Linked DNA regions of Mus musculus: region 1 is linked to region 2. Evidence: chromatin contacts called from public promoter capture Hi-C data. All regions are on one chromosome and are shown on one strand. Each heading gives the region's core, a stretch centred on a gene start, on an enhancer-like site or on the middle of the called end of the contact. The rest is flanking DNA. Distances are from core to core; before and after follow the strand shown.

Region 1 (5,155 bases), core at 2,605-5,104, 190 kb after region 2:
AGGGCCTTGCAGCCTGAGGAGTTGTCCACCGTGTCTCTGCCATACCTATCTAGAAGGGCCGTCTGTATGCGGGGTCTGTCTGTCCTGCATATCTCCGGGAGTAGCCAGCAGGCTTGGCTGGGGTTCCACTCCTAAGGACTGTCCACCCGTTTCTTCCAGCAAACTTTCTGGACGGTTGGATAGGGAGAGACCGTGTGGCGGTCCTTGAGCAGACTGGGAAAGTTTGGCTAAACAGGTTTTCTCATGGGCACTTTTTCTTGCTTTTTCTTTGACAAGGTTGTAAATGTGTATTTGGCTTTTACTCTACTTTTTTTCTTGATGTTTTTCAATGTTGATGTGGAATCTTACTTTCAAATGGCTGCATGGCATTTTCTTGTTGAATGTTTGTTTATATATATTTTATTTTCGCTATAAATAGAGCTTCAATAAACATCTTTATGTTTTGGCTTCCCCCTTTTTTGTATTTTTTTCCCTTGAAATAGATTCCCAGAAATGAGACCAGTTGGAGAAAGTCACAGTGGACAGTTTGGTTTCTTCCTGATTCCTTCAAAGAGATCAGCAGGCAAGCTTCGGGTTTCAGCTCAGAGTTTCTGTCTGGGCCCTTAGTGAGCAGTTCCCACCTTGTCTCAGCCTGTTCTCTACAGCATCTCAAGTTCCCTGGGGCTTCGTTAACTTAGAAAGGAAGCCACCCACTTAGCTCACTGTTCTGAAAGCTGGGTCCAGCATCCAGGGCCTCATGCTGTCAGGCACAGGCACAAGAAAGAATTCAGACCCACCTCATACAGAACCCTGCCCTCAAAGGCCCTCTTCTCCAATCTACTGCAGAGGAATACAGAGAAGACAAGCCACACAGAACCTGTAGCACACATGTTAATCCCAGTGGGAAAGTGTGCGTACCTTTAAATTAGGACACAGCACATTCATGTCTGGAACTCAGACAGCATTCCCTTGGGTGTGATAAAGCAACTTCACCTGTCTCTACCCATGAGACTTCAGTCTCTTGCTGTCTCCCCAGGCCCCCCAGTCCTCAGTGCCAGGGTTATAGGTGCACAACCACACCTGGCTTTTGATACAGGTCCTTGGGATTGAACTCAGGTCTTTATACTTAACACAGCAAGCAGGCTTTTCCACTGAGCCGTCTCCCCAGCCCAAGGGCGCTGTTTATTTTTTGAGAAGCTAGACACTAAGGAAAAGCAGGGGCGTTTTGCAAGTCCTCTTTGCTGGAAGAATACAGACAGGGATGATCCAGCCTCCGTCTTCCAAGACTGTCCCCAAGGTTCAGGAAGGATGGGAAGACATGAAGAGGTGGGGGAGAGATTGGTATAGACACTCTTGGTTCTGAAAGCCATTCCTAAATATTTAAGGGCCATCCAAGCCAGGGTTGGGAGAGCTTACTCAAGTCAAGGAGCTGCCTGCCATTTGATTAATAAAAACCTATTGGTTCTTGGTGTCACTTGGTAATATAGGGTTTGGGGGAGCAAAGACGGGGTGGGGGTGGAGAGAGCCAGGGCTGACAGAGTCAAACAAGAGTTTGGTGGAAGCAAGATAGACAGTTGAGTGGCAACCCCCATAGTGAGGTGGCATGTGGTATATGCACACAGTCTGCTACCTGGGCTGTACCTTCAGGTTCTGTGAGGCTGACAGATAGGACAGAAGAGGTGAAACAAGGGGCTGACCAAGAGGGTGGCTAAGTACACACAGCAGAGCTGGCATGGGCTCTGGTATAACCTCTGGGTATGTGCATGTTGGACCTGGGGCTGCAGTGAGGTAAGACAATGGCTGTTATGGACGAGCACAAGTCACCAGGCATCACCCACAATGATCCATTTTGCCTTGGCTTCAGGGCGCAATGAAAGGATAAATCTTACCCCTCAGTGGCCTCTTGACTGGGACTCTGACAGGGGACTGCTGGCTTGGGAGGAAGGTCAGCGTGGGGAGCTATAGGTGTACCAATCTTGGCCCCTCTGTTGCCCTATCCCTTTCTTAGCTCCCTCATTTTTGACCCTGGTCTCCCAGCCTCAGGTTCAACTTGTAGCCCCTATCGGTTCCACACTGGCTCCTTGCCAGGTTCCAGTGACCTCTGCCTGCTCACAGTGGATCACAGGGTCAGCCTGGTTCAGTAAGCTGTGACAGAGGTATATGTGAGCATGCATGTGGCTCTTGCAATTCAGACACCTTTCTTTTCCAGGGGTAGCTGGGTCTTCTTCTCAGAAGGGTTGGCTTGGTCCCCCAGGAAAGGCCATTGAGAACCATCCAACGTGGGCTCTCTGGTGAGCTGTAACCTGGGCAACAGTATACCATAGATAGATAGATAGGTAGGTAGGTAGATAGATAGATAGATAGATAGATAGATAGATAGATAGATTAGATAGATTAGATAGATAGATAGATAGATAGATAGATAGATAGATAGATAGATAGACAGATAGATAGAACACACACACACAACCCAAACAAACAAAACCCAACCCTAATCCCCAAGGAAATAAACCATTGAGACACAGAGGAAGAGAGCTGAAAATCAAATCTCTCAGGCCCACTATCTCCCTCTATATGCAACCATGCTCATTAAAAGACAGTTTCTTAGGGCCTGTGAAATGTCTCTGTGGGTAAAGGTACTTGCTGCCAAGCCTGGTGGCACTAGGTCACCAGAAGTCACATGGTGCAAATGGAGAATAACTTCTGCAAGGGTCCTCTGACCTCCAAATGTCTTCAGTGGCCTGTGTGTATCCATGTGTGCATGTACACACAAACACACGATAAATGATAAAAAGTTATATAGAATCACACTGAAAAAGTTATATAGAATGTCAGGGTAACCCAGCCTTTCCTGCACAGACTGGCTTTCCTCGCGGCCACCAAAAGTACATGAATGGGATTGAGAACATCTGAAAGGAGTGAGCTAAGGCTGTAGCTGTGATATATCAACTTTTATGCAGATGTTTCCAGAGAGGTGCACTGGAGGTGGAGACGTGAGGACCCATAGTTCAGGCCCTGTGTAGTTTGAGACCACACTGGGTTACACTGGACCCACACTGGTGAGACCTTGTCACAAAAATCCCCCCCCAGAGGACAAAACAACAATAACAACAGAAACCATAAATACCCTTTCCTAGTAAAAGAAAAGGCAAGGCTGGGCTGGAGAGATGGCTCAGCGGATAAGAGCACTGACTGCTCTTCCAGAGGTTCTGAGTTCAATTCCCAGAAACCACATAGTGGCTCACAACCATCTGGAATGGGATCCGATGCCTTCTTCTGGTGTGACAGTGTACTCACATACATTAAATAAATAAATGTTTTAAAAAAAGAAAAGAAAAAAGGCAAGGCTGAGAAGATCACACACACACACACACACACACACACACACACACACCATTTTAAAAGGGGAGGAAACTGCTGTTTTCTGCAGGAGCACTGGCCAACTTTGTACTATTACTTAAAGCATTCGCCAGGTTAGACTACAGCCATGGACGGTCCTTCTGCGCTGCACAACAACTTGATCAGTTAACCGTTCCGGCCTCTAGGCATCCAGCAGGGACTCTAAGGGCTAAGGGCGCATGCTCACTCCACATGTGTTCCTGGGAGCGTTTGTTTTAGGGTAAATGCCCGGATGTCGAGTTGCTGGGCATAGTTTTGGGCCTTTGCGCATTTTAGATTCTGCATTTTCAGCTGATGTCAGGGTAACCCTGCCTTTCCTGCACGGACTGGCTTTCCTCGCAGCCACCAAAAGTTCCCTGCCAGACTCTTAGCATACACTTCTGTGTGGAAGAACACTAAAGACCCACCTGTTCCTACCCACACAGTGTCACGCCTGAAATGTGAGAGGCAGAATGACAGGCAGCCCAGAGCACTTGGAGGAGCTGTCACGGTTGTCACCCTCTTCTGGAATCTCCTGGGACACGCCTGGTGAGAATAGAGCCTCTGGCTTCTCCCTTGCAAAGTCACGTGGCAGGGACAGGCAGGGACCTACAGAGCAAGGCAGTGCTCTGTGCCCCTGCAGCGAACCGGGAGCACATAAGATGCACAGGAAGGTTTGAATGAGAGGCCCTGGGGACAAGCCGGGCTTCCTGCTGTTAAGGTTGGCTGGCTGGTGATGGAGAGTCTTGAGCCTCCGTGGCCTCTGAGGCTGAGCTCTGCAAGTTTAGAGGAGAATAAGGGAAGGGGAGGGGACGGCACAATAGCACCAACCCAGGACCAGCTGGAGAAACCACACCACGTGGTCCCACTTGGCCTTAGTTTACGTTTTCATTTTATAATCATTAAATTTTCCATTTCAACTTTATTTAAAAAATATTAATACCTCTGGGTGGTGGTGGTGCACGCCTTTAATCCCAGCACTTGGGAGGCAGAGGCAGGCGGATTTCTGAGTTCGAGGCCAGCCTGGTCTACAGAGTGAGTTCCAGGACAGCCAGGGCTACACAGAGAAACGCTGTCTCAAAAAACCAAAATAAATAAATAAAAATAATAATACCAATCTTTTAGCTACTAACTTATTTTTATTAATTTAATGCTTAATTTTAATGTTTTATAGTTTGCTTTTGTTTTTGCTTAGTAAGACAGGATCTCTGAGTTGTTATGTAATGCAAAATAACCTGAATTGCTGATTCTCTGCCTCTGCTTCCTTAGCGAGGGATGCAGGCCTGAAGTGCACCATTCTTTACACAGTGCCCATAGAAACTAGGGCTAAGCACTCTACCCAAGGATCCACAGCCTGTTTACCTCACCTTCCATTACTTTATCACTTGTGTAATTTATTTGTGTGTACACTGGGTATGCACACATGCTCTAGAGTGGCACGTGGGTAGGAGGAGGTCAGAGGACAGTTTGACAACTTGCAGGAGTCAGTTAACTCTTTCCATTACATGGGTCCTGGAGACTAAACTCAGGTCATCAGATTTAAGACAAGCACCGTCTCCTGATGAGCCTTAGCCTCAGACTTCATTTTGAAAACTGGCTGACCTGCTCTGAACTCACACAAAGAGTGTGCCAGGGCGTCATGCCCATCCTTGATTAATCTCTAGTAGCTCGAGGTGTTTGTTTCTTTTGAGACAGGCTCTCATTATATAGGCCGGGTTGTCCTAGGAGCTCACTATGTAGACTCAGATCTGCCTGCCTCTGCCTCCTGAGTGTTGGACTCAACTGACTTTGCTTTTAT
Region 2 (5,642 bases), core at 767-3,266:
GACAGAAAAGTGATAAAGGTTGCTATTCCACACATAGTAATGTTCATAGTATGCACACATACACATACACACACATACAGACACACCTTCTAAGACTTGTTTCTGCTACCAGACTTTTTCTCCCATAAGGTAACTCCCTGCCTATAGGTACCCTCAGGCCTTTCTTTCCTAGGCCCTTTCTGCCTCCTGTAGAAGGTGCCAGGTTGGGGCTATCCAGGTTGAATCCATTGGTCCACATCAAGTCTGAGTGTCTTTTGGTGACACCAAATAATATACTCTTTTTTTCCTCTCCAAACTATGCATTTTAAGTTTTTTTTTTTTCCCCAAATGATGCATTTTAAGGTCTGAGTTAGACTTAACATGGTGCTACACAACACACCTGTAATCTCAGCACTCAGGAGGCAAAGGCAGAGGGCTGGGAGCTCAAGGCTTTACAGTCTTTCCAGGAAACCTAGTCTCAAAAAACAAAACAAAGCAAAACCAAACCAAACCAAACCAAACCTTAAACATGCCTTTAATCCCAGCACTTAGGAGGCAGGGGCAGGCAGATCTCTGTGAGTTTGAGGCCAGCCTGGTCTACAGAGTGAGTTTCAGGACAGCCAGGGCTACACAGAGAAACCCTGTCTTAAACAAACAAAAACAAAATAAAAAGGAAAGTAAAGGGAGAATTAGTGAGGGTCTTGGAAAACAACGGGCTGGTTTGCATTCTTCATGAAAAGCCCTCCAAGTCGACACAGGAACTAGGTTTTTTTCTTCAGTCTTCGTTTGAAAGATAGAAAAGCATAGTAATTAAAAATTAACATATTATCAGAAGAAACTGCAGGGCCCTCAGTGTTGGCAGATACCCAGAGCCATCCTGGGCCTGGGCAGTCTGCCAGTTTTCAGCTTCTTCTGGGTTGGGATTAGATTCCATTTCCATTTAAGATTTAAGGTGGACTTTTTACTAATTCCACCTCACACTGGTACAAACTGACAATTTTAATATTTTCAGACAGAAATATTAAACATAAATTTGAAAAGTTGCAGCTGACAACATAGTAACAGGTCCTTCCTCTGGTTGGACTTGAGGCCGACATCACTGAACAGGTTGTGGCCTCGCAGTGTGGAAGAAACTGGTGTGGAATTCTACTCATTGTTAAATCCAAACTGAGAGCCTCTGGGATGGTGGGCGTGGATGGCAGGCTCTGGAGATTCTGTATATTGGTCAGCTGAGCAAGAGGAAAGATAATGTTCTGGGTTCCTTCCTGGCTTTCATTAAGATAATTTTGGTCAAACACAGGAGGGAAACTTGCACAAGAAGTCAGCAAGCTTATGCTGAGTTAGAGGTGCTTGTGGGACACCCTAGTATTCTTAATACCTAGTCCTTCCATCTACCAGCAAAGGACATGCACATTCTAAGGTCTAACAGACTTCCAATGGACGACACACACACACACACACACACACACACACACACACACACACACACACACACACACACACACACACAGACACTGTCTCCTTACTCCTCCCTCTCTTACCAGGCATTTTGTCTTTGCTTTCTCTAATACAGGTATGCTCTCTCTCTCTCTCTCTCTCTCTCTCTCTCTCTCCCTCCCTCCCTCCCTCCCTCCCTCCCTCCCTCCCTCCCTCCCTCCCTCCTCCCCTCCCTCTTTCGCCACCCATTTCTTTTTTATTCATTGGTTGGTTTGGTTTTTTGAGATAGTCTCATGTAACCCAAGCTAGCCTCAAACTGTGTAGCTAAGGATGATTTGACCTTCTGTCCTTCCAGCTTCTACCACCCAAGTGCTGAGATTATAGCTATGCACCCCCATGCTGAGTTTATTCCGTGCTAGGGTATGAACCCGGGACTTCTCATATATCATGTGAGTGCTCTACAAACTGCTGCATTTCCAGCCCCCACCCCCTCACACACACTTTCCCACAATTTTATTGTAGCCCTTTTCTCTTGTCTGTTCCTGAGCAGCTGCCTCTGGGCTGCTGCTCTCAGGCGTCTGTGCTGGGACTTGCCCAGCAGAGGAAGGTCCTATAGAGGTGCTGAGTCGCTCTTATCCAGCTTAGACCTACCGTGCTTGCCCAGAGATATGTTCCTGGTTTTAATAGCAAGCTATTCAAACATTGCAGCTTGCTTAATCTAGTGAAACATATTCAGAGTCAGAGCTGGGGCCCCACTTGTCTTCTCAGGGAGCCTCTGTCCTCACCTCAAGCCCAATTTAGTTATTTTCTTTCCAATCAGAGGGATTTTTTTTTCTTTCTGAAATTCAAGCCTGATGGTGTTGCCATCCTAAAAAGAACCTTGCAGTGGCAAGTTCCCTCTGGTTTGTGATAACATCATTCCCACACTAGCCATCCTTCAGTCTTTATGCTCACTGTATGGCAGCCACTAGTCACATGTGGCTCTTAACAACTTGGAATGTGGTTAATATGACATGGAAGATGACTTTTATTTCATTTTAATTAATTAGCATTTAAAACAGCTGCATACGGCTGGTACGTGCAGAAAAGAAAGTTTTTGTTTTGTTTTTGTTTTTGCTTTGTTATGATTTTTATTTGTGAATGTGCTTGCTGTGTTCAGTGTGAGGTAGAAGTCACTTAGCGACTGGGATAACAGCTCCTCGCCCTCAGGGGTCCCCTCTGTAGCCTGGCCAATGCAGAAGACCCAACCAGTCATTTGGTCCGTTTATCTTTCTCCATGAGTTCTCCTTGGACAGCATCTTTTTCCCTCATTGCCTTATATTATAGTGAGAGCCCAGAGGCAGCAAATCAAAGAACTGTTATTCTCTAACTCCTTTGCCTTTCTGAATGTTTGGGTTCTTTAAGAAAAATCTGGGTTGGGGAGGTGGCTTGGCATGTAATAACTCTTGCTGTGCACCCATGAGGACCTATGTTAGGACCCCAGCAGTCTTGTCAGAGATCCACATGTGGTTGTGTCTGTACCTGTAACTCCAGCATTGTTGGGGGCTTGTGTGCGTACAGGAAGGTCACTAAGCTTGCTGGCTACCAGCTGAAGGAGAGCCCGTCTCAAAGGAATAAGGCAGAGAATAATAGAGCAGACAACCAGACATCTTCCTCTGGCTTACACACACACACACACACACACACACACACACACACACACACACGCACATGTATCTTACCCACTCTCCCTGCACAAAATAAAAGTATATTAAGAAAAAGCAAGAGAGATCGTCCAAACAAGACACTCTGCCAACCCATCTCCCCATTGACACATTGACACTGTTTTCCTTTGGTGACAGGAAAAAAGAAGTTTGATTTGGCCACAGGACTGCTTATGGTGTCATGGATGAGACCTATAGCCATTTTTGCCCTATAGAGCTTGGAGTCTCAGTATTTGAAATGACTGTGTGGGCCACACACTGATGAATGTGTTCATGTTGCCATAGAGGGACCCACGGTGATCGCAGCTACTACCTTCCCAGGTCTACACCACTGCTCTGTGTGTGCCCCTCTCCTGTCCCATTTCCAGACAGGCTTTCTGTTGAAGTCACAGGTTATTCGGGATATTTGGTCTGGGTTGTTTGTTTGTTTGTTTTATTTTGGTTTGGATTCTTAAAGTTTATTTTACATGTAGGAGTGTTTTGCTTGCTTATATTAAACCACCTGCATGCCTGGTCCCTACAGAGGCCAGAAGATGGTGTCAGGTTCTCTGGAACTGGAGTTATAGATGGTTGTGACATCATATAGATGCTAGGAACTGAACCTGGGTCCTCTGCAAAAGCAGCAGGCGCTCTTAGCTGCTGAGTCACCACCAGTCCCTGGGTACTTGTTTTTTAATAATTAAAAACACACACACACACGTGCCAGGATGTTGCCAGCCCCTCTGACAGGGGCCAGATTTCTCCTGCTGTATTAAAACACTAACATTTCACTGAACCCAAGGGCCTTCCAGAGCCAGAGAATGGCCTTCTGGTTTCTTGTTGGGACCACCTGGTTTTCCCTGCTGATCTCTGAGGGTGTTAGTACTGTGAATACAGCTGCTGCCATGTCTTCCCTGAGTGCTTCATACCATTTGACCTAACATGCTTTTTCCTTCCCCAAAATTCAAAGGAACTGAATTGTTTGCTGTACTCTTAAGTTCTGGTCTCTCTCCGCCTTCCCCAGGCTCCAAGTTCCTACAACTCTGTGGCCCCCTGTGTGCTGTGTTTCTTCAGGTCTCTGATGTGAGCCTTCTGCTGGTGACTCCACATGCAGTCCCCAACCTCATCAGTTTCCTGAGTTCCCCTCAGAAGCACTGGGGTTGCTTCCCCTGTACCTCAGCTCCCTACATGGATCTGAGCTTACCTTCCCTCTCACACCTGCTCCACCCCAGCTCAGTGAAGAGCAGCACTGGCTGACTCCCTTCTGCTCAGCTCCAGTCACCACATCACTGTTGTGATCTTTACTGAGTAATATTTTTTTGTTTGTTTGATTGTTTTTGGGGTTTTTTTGTTTTTGTTTTTTGTTTGTTTGTTTGTTTGTTTGTTTTTTTGAGATTCTGTGTAGCCCTGGCTGTCCTGGAACTCACTCTGTAGACCAGGCTGTCCTGGAACTCACTCTGTAGACCAGGCTGTCCTGGAACTCAGAAATCCTCCTCCTCTGCCTCCCAAGTGCTGGGATTAAAGGTGTGCGCCACCACCGCTTTTTTTTAAATTTTTTTTTAAAAGATTTATTTATCTGAGCTTACCTTTTTATTTATCTGAGCTTACCATTATATTTATATGAGTACACTGTAGCTGTTTTCAGACACACCAGATGGTTGTGAGCCATCATGTGGTTGCTGGGAATTGAACTCATGACCTGGAAGAGCATTCGGTGCTCTTATCCACTGAGCCATCTCTCCAGCCCATGAGTAATAATTTATATGTAATTAAATTCACTAGTTAAATCTACATACCCATAACTGCTTCATTTTACATTTGACTTTTTAAAAATTATTTATTGGAAGCTGGGAGGCCTTTAATCCCAACGCTCAGGAGGCAGAGGCAGGCAGGTCTCTTGTGAGTTTGAGGCCAGCCTGATCTACATAGTGAGTTGCAGGGCAACCAGACCTACATAGTAAGTCAGTGTCTGTCTGTCTGTCTGTCTGTCTGTCTGTCTCTCTCTCTCTCTCTTCCTCCCTCCCTCCCCTTCCCCGTTACTCCCTTTCTTTCTCTCATATATGTGTGTGTGTGTGTGTGTGTGTGTGTATATATATATGGTATTTTTAACATTCAGTTTAACAAACTGGTGAGTGTTGCTCTCTGCTTCTTTAGTGCCTAATCTCAACCCAAATTTGGAAATATTTTTTAAAAAGCTCCCGAACCCTACAGAGAGGTTGGCACAGTGAGGGAACTGTATGTATGGAGGTGCACAACTTTAACCCCAGCACTCAGGAGGCAGAAGCAGGTGGGTCCCTATGAGTTTGAAGCCGGTCTGGTCTACATATGGAGTTCTAAGACAGCCAAGATTATATAAGGAGACCTTGTCTCAAGCTCCCCCCAAACCAATAATTTGTACTATGTTTTTATGTATTTGGGAGAAGAAGGTATTGTCTGTTCCCTCCTCCAGTCAGGTGGGTCTCAGGGATCAAATTGTAGTATTAGGCTTAGCAGCAAGGACCTTCTCCTTCCGAGTCATCTCACCAGACTGCATTTGACTTGTGA

What was found. Capture Hi-C pulls out chosen DNA fragments and counts their contacts.
Region 1: a promoter capture Hi-C map of pancreatic islet shows a contact between it and region 2. The contact joins two enhancer-like sites. A contact is called at or near these places in 1 of 484 Hi-C or Micro-C datasets (nephron progenitors) and 3 of 9 other capture datasets (adipose tissue, liver and pancreatic islet).

What each region holds. Positions count from the first base shown.
Region 1 is chr12:3,913,992-3,919,146 of GRCm38.p6, forward strand. Dnmt3a (DNA methyltransferase 3A) reads left to right here. Exons shown (of 23, transcript NM_007872.4): 23 at 1-452. Among named protein-coding and RNA genes, the nearest start is that of Gm31623, 22 kb to the left of the region's middle. Within about 2 kb of position 3,855, at least 24 of the 459 cell types and tissues checked have an H3K27ac peak or open chromatin away from gene starts, as enhancers often do. A contact at or near this core is called in pancreatic islet, where this site is marked.
Region 2 is chr12:3,723,150-3,728,791 of GRCm38.p6, forward strand. The region is part of intron 10 of Dtnb (dystrobrevin, beta); the gene reads left to right. Among named protein-coding and RNA genes, the nearest start is that of Dnmt3a, 81 kb to the right of the region's middle. Within about 2 kb of position 2,017, at least 12 of the 459 cell types and tissues checked have an H3K27ac peak or open chromatin away from gene starts, as enhancers often do. A contact at or near this core is called in pancreatic islet, where this site is marked.